2 separate regions of the Mus musculus genome follow, and region 1 is linked to region 2. Evidence: chromatin contacts called from public HiChIP or PLAC-seq data. All regions are on one chromosome and are shown on one strand. The core of a region is the stretch at or near the end of the contact, and the rest is flanking DNA. Distances in the headings are between cores, read along the strand shown.

Region 1 (2,700 bases), core at 113-2,612, 230 kb before region 2:
GGCTCCTCCTGTCTCTACCCCAACAGCCACTGGGATGATAAGAGGACACAGGCAAGCTTGGCTTTTATGTGGGTCTAGTCCTCATTCTTGCACGGCAAGCATTTCACTCACTGAGATATCTAACCCAGGCCAACACAACTCTTATTATAAAGGATGGGAAATTTTACAGGAGCCAGTTTTAGCCTTAGTTGGTGGACATGAAGGGGACAAAAACTGGAAGGAAGAAGGCTAGAGTCATGGGAAAGTTCCATGAGGGAAGGTGGGGACCATTTCAGCAGAAGTGGGAGGCTGGTTCATTCAGAATAAAGAATATGGAGGCCGACAGGCCAGGCCAGTCTTAGTAAAGATATGGTGTCAGGGTCCAACTACCAGGCCAAAAGTTCAGTAATCCCCTTCCCAGATCTATTCCCCAAACACTGGGTGACAGTAAGCAAGTCAAGTCAGGGAGACCCTCAGAGTTTCAGCCTTTTTTCCTATGAAATGGGGGTGATATGCTGGAGTTTCCACAGGCGGCCATGACTCAGAAGTAGTGGTTGGGCTTCTGAGACAGGATAATAATGCGCACACACACACACACACACACACACACACACACACACACACACACACTCATGCTCACACACACATGCACATATACTCACACACACACACACACACATACAATACACACATACTCTCACATGCATATACACACATGCACATGTACTCACACAGTACACATACTCATACACATGTACACACATACAATACACACACACACACACACTCATACAGAGAGATCTGACCCAGTTTCCAGAGCTTAGTGCTCCTCCACCCAAGGGAGGGTGTGTATAGATACCTATGATCATAAATACCAGCCAGTGTTCAAGTCCCACACCCATGCATATGCATGTACATGTGCATTCCTGTAAAGAGGCATGCATATAGCTCTCTGTACAGGCATGTATAATATGGCCGGCTCTCTCTGGAGGACAAAACCTGTGTGGATCTCCATTGCTGACAAAAAGCCTAAAAACCAAGAGTTCCTCACTGGGGGCCAATTAGGATAAGTTCTTGTCTATCTACTGCATCCATGAGCTCCCTAAAGACATGGAACCCAAGGACCACTGAACCATCCCACCTTCCTAGCTCCAGCATGCAGTTGGCACTTAATAAAAGCTCGTGGGGTGAACAAAGCCAGGAGGAAATAGGAGGGGCAGGACATAAAGCCTCACCTAAGCTTAGGGAGGTGGTCTCAGACCTTAACTGCCCCAGAGGGTAGCTGCCCTCTACCACTCGCCGAGGATGCTGGCAAGGAGAGCTTGTCTCAGATGCTGTGTCCTCACCTAACCCTGAGTCCTGCCCCACCCGGGTGGCTAGGAAGGCTGAGGTGCCTGGCTCTTAACTGTGACTCAGCGGAAGAAGACAAGGGAGGGGGGAGGGTTAATGCTGGGGCCCAAAAGGGTTTTGCTTCTCATTTCTCTCTTTCCAAAGCACAGTCAGTTCCCAGAAATGAAGGTACCCAGAACCAGAGAGACTTGAGGCTTTGTGGGGCCCTGGGTTCCCCAGCCTGCCCACCTTAAAGGCACCATAAAGCCTGGGGAAACCCCTTGGCCACGCCTACTGCTTGACTCTTCTTTTTCCTGCCTCAAACCAGAGATTATGCACCTGGCACATGCATTGTGCAGCCAGGTCTTGGATGAGGACACCAAGGACCTTTCAGAAGTAGGTGGCCCAGATTCAGTGGCTGTGACAGAAGCTGGGTGGAGGTGACCCCAGGACAGGACAGTTGAGGGGGCTAGAAGCTTCAGGAACAGAACAGCCAATATAGAAAATGCCCTCATGCCCTGCCCACAAGTTCCTTCCTCCTCCCTCTCGCCTTCCTTTCTTAAGTAAAATTAACATTTACGTGTGTGTGTGTGTGTGTGTGCGTGTGTGTGCGTGTGTGTGCGTGTGTGTGAATGCCATAGTTTGCTTGTAAAGGTCATAAGACAATTTGCATTTTCCTCCTTCCCCAGTAACCCTGATCAGCCGGCTTGGCAGTGAGCACTTTTACCCTCATCTTGCTGTCTCTTCTTTTTTTTCCTTTCTCTTCTTTCTCTCTTCTCCCTTCTCTTTTTTTCCCCCTCTCACCTCTCCTTTTCTTTTTTCATAATTAAAAATAAACATTGTAGGGGCTGGAGAGATGGCTCAGTGATTCAGAGCCCTGGCTGCTGTACCTGAGTTCAATTCCCAGCACCCACATGGTAATTCCCAAGTGTCTGTAACTCCAGTTCCTGGGGATCTAACACCCTCACACAGACAGACATGCAGGCAAAACACCAATTCACATAAAAATAGCAAAAATGAATCATTTTGAAAAATAAACATCATAGGGAAATGGACAGGATGGGGGGGGGCATATCATCACACTAAGTGACATAAGCCAGGCTCAGAAAGACAACTATCCTGTGTTTCTTCTCATAAGCAGAATACATGTACAGACATGCATAGGGCACAGAAGTAAATGGAAGAGGGACTATGTGAGGGGAGGAATGGGTAGTGAGGGGCAAGAAAAAATATCAAGTGTTTCCTCTCATGTGCAGTGTCGGTGTCCACATACTTATCTGGATATGACAGGAAAGCAGAAGGGGCCCATTTGGGAGGAAGAACAAACAAGGAGGGGAGTGGGAGAGCAGTGGGGAGTGGATACAAACAAGAAACAAAGTATCCAGGTGTGCG
Region 2 (2,700 bases), core at 32-2,531:
TGCCTACAAGGATTCTGAGAGCCACCAACAACGCCCACATTCTACCCCTAAAAGCTACCCAAACCCACTACTTACAGCCAGAGACATAAGAACGGGGTGCCAGGAGAACAGACCTGGAATGAGAAGAGGGCGCCTCATGGAACTAGGGAAAAAGAAACCAGCATACCAGGCTCTATAGCCGGGATGGACAGCCCATCCATCACCCAAGGAGGGGTCAAAATGCGAGCCTCCTCCAGTAACAAGCTCATCTTACCCACCCCCTGTTCTCTTCCCTGGACAGAAAGCACGCTCTGCCACTCCTCTGGCGGCTCCTTCCTCCAGCATCCCCACAAGTCAGGAATGAAATGCCAAATCAAAGGAAGAGAAGCCATGTACTTAAAGCTTGCCCTGGCGGGCAGAGCCCCCACACTGGTCTGCTCTTCCCACGACGTTAAATACGTTCAACAGAGAATATCCTTCAGCCAGTCAATCCTGTTCTCAGGAGTTACGCCCATCGTTTCCTACTGCCCCCTGTTCCCCAAGAGAAGTAGCTTTTCCCTTCCCATAAGTGGACTATGAATTCTACTTACTGGAGCCAGGTCTGGCAAGCACAGCAACAAAGATGGTAAAGCCTAACGCCACGAGGTGGGCTGCAGCCCCAGAGGCAGTGCGCAGAGCTCGGTAGATATGCGACTCCGTCTCCACAGAAAGGGCCATGGTCAGCCCAGCCGATAGCTGCACAGCCTGAAAGCATCGTAGGCGTTGGCAAGAGTGCCCACTGTCCACGCCCCTCACTGGGGACAGTAACTCAGGACAGAAATGGCACCTTTTCCCGGAGAAGTTATGACAGGAGCAGAGTAGTGCCGGCACTAACAGTCCCAACTTAGCAGTCTACCTGTCAAACACCTGTATTTGAAGTGGTAACGATCGCACCTTCCAAGTGGGAGGAGGAAGACTACAAATCCCAGAATGCAGCACGTCATCGTTAGCCGGAACGGAAGGCGTGGAGCACTACGGGAATTGTATTTCCCAGCTGCTTCCCTACCTAAGCGTGAATTTCTTTGCACACTGCCTCCCCATGTGCACCTGACACGCTGTACCTCCACCGTAGAATTTTGCCCTCCTCACCTGCTTCTCAGGTTCTACGCAGTGACTTCCTCCAAAATAAACTGGACCCTCGGCCCCGCCAGCCGCGCCACCGCTCCGTTACGGAGTAGCTTCACTTCCGGGTGCGATGTCTACCCACCCGAGACTTCCTGGGACAAGCCCCCTCCCATCCCATCCAGCGGCAACCACGCCCCCTGAGTCGCCCTGCGCAGGCGCTGTTGAGTTGACGGCTCGTTGGGTTTGCGCTCACAAACCTGTGTGACCTACCCGGGCCTCTTTCTCTTTTTGACAGGGTATTCCAAGGCGTAGAGGCGATCCCCACACGAAAAACAGGGATTACAGACTTGGATCCAGACAGCGCCATGGGCAGCAGCTGCCGCATCGAATGTATATTCTTCAGCGAGTTCCACCCAACGCTGGGACCCAAAATTACCTATCAGGTGCCTTCCACACTCCCGGACTAGGCGAGGGGAGGGATGCTCTCTGGAGCTCAGCTGGCCGCCTGGAGGGGTTGTGGTTCATCCACGCGTGTCTCTTCCATTGAATGGAGAGGGTACACAGACCCAGGTCTCCGGTTTCTAGTGTGGGGGAGGAGTTTTGTCCCCCAAACTGAATCAGGTTCTAGTGTGGGGGAGGAGTTTTGTCCCCCAAACAGAATCAGGCTATAGGTTTCGGGGAGGTGCTAAGGCTCATGAAGGTTTAGATGACCCAAGAGAAACACTGGACCAAGACAAATGATATATAAAAGTTAGGTGAGGGTAGAAAGGGGTATTCCAGGTAGTGGGAATAGTGAACGCAAAAGCCAAGGGAGCTTGCCAAAACATAGCATGTGTTTGGAAGCACAAAGTAGACCACTGGGTGGATGAGGGAAGAAAACGGTAGAGGGACTTGTGCCTGGGTGGGCTGTAAAAATCTGCCCGGACCCAACGTCCACTGAGGGAGCTCTCTCTCATGGCTGCCTTCTCCAGGTCCCTGAGGATTTCATCTCGCGAGAACTGTTTGACACGGTCCAGGTGTACATCATCACCAAGCCCGAGTTACAGAACAAGCTCATCACTGTGTGAGGCTTTAGTTGGGTGGGAGGAGAGGGGTCCCAGCCTGGCTTGGGGGTGGGGGTGGGGGCGGGGCAGGCTGACTCTGTTCTACCTCTCCAGCACAGCCATGGAGAAGAAGCTGATTGGCTGCCCCGTGTGCATTGAACACAAGAAGTACAGCCGCAATGCTCTCCTCTTCAACCTGGGCTTTGTGTGTGACGCTCAGGCTAAGACTTGTGCCCTGGAACCCATCGTTAAAAAGCTGGCCGGCTACTTGACCACGCTGGAGGTCTGCAGCAAGATGGGGCCAGGGTGGGTGGGTGGGTGCGTCCGTGGTGGGCACAGGTGGGGAGAGAGTTCCTGTGTCTTGAATCCCCAGCCTCCAGCAGCTAGCTCCATGTTGCTGCAGCAGGGAGCCTGAGGTGTGGTCACTCACTGTGCTGTCTGTGTCTTCCCCAGCTTGAGAGCAGCTTTGTATCCAACGAGGAGAGCAAGCAGAAGCTGGTGCCCATCATGACCATCCTGCTGGAAGAGCTGAATGCCTCCGGCCGCTGCACTCTGCCCATTGGTACGGCCGCCT

Evidence for each region. HiChIP or PLAC-seq counts read pairs in DNA pulled down with a chosen protein or histone mark.
Region 1: a contact with region 2 is called in an H3K4me3 HiChIP or PLAC-seq map of bone marrow-derived macrophages, with 2.9 times the contacts expected there. The contact joins the enhancer-like site here to the promoter of Nprl2 in region 2. A contact is called at or near these places in 2 of 39 promoter capture datasets (the HPC-7 cell line and erythroid cells), 1 of 484 Hi-C or Micro-C datasets (the G1E-ER4 cell line), 13 of 115 datasets of contacts at active chromatin or transcription factors (the 230-238 cell line, T-cell acute lymphoblastic leukemia, bone marrow-derived macrophages and 8 more) and 3 of 9 other capture datasets (adipose tissue, liver and pancreatic islet).

Annotation. Positions count from the first base shown.
Region 1 is chr9:107,311,534-107,314,233 of GRCm38.p6, forward strand. No RefSeq gene overlaps it. Among named protein-coding and RNA genes, the nearest start is that of Cish, 16 kb to the left of the region's middle. Within about 2 kb of position 1,363, at least 159 of the 459 cell types and tissues checked have an H3K27ac peak or open chromatin away from gene starts, as enhancers often do. A contact at or near this core is called in the 230-238 cell line, the G1E-ER4 cell line, the HPC-7 cell line and 4 more, where this site is marked.
Region 2 is chr9:107,540,928-107,543,627 of GRCm38.p6, forward strand. Nprl2 (NPR2 like, GATOR1 complex subunit) reads left to right here and starts at 1,282. Exons shown (of 11, transcript NM_018879.2): 1 at 1,282-1,526; 2 at 2,055-2,146; 3 at 2,241-2,409; 4 at 2,580-2,688. The coding sequence starts at 1,449. Cyb561d2 (cytochrome b-561 domain containing 2) reads right to left here and starts at 1,266. Exons shown (of 4, transcript NM_001357289.1): 1 at 1,108-1,266; 2 at 570-723; 3 at 76-113. The coding sequence starts at 696.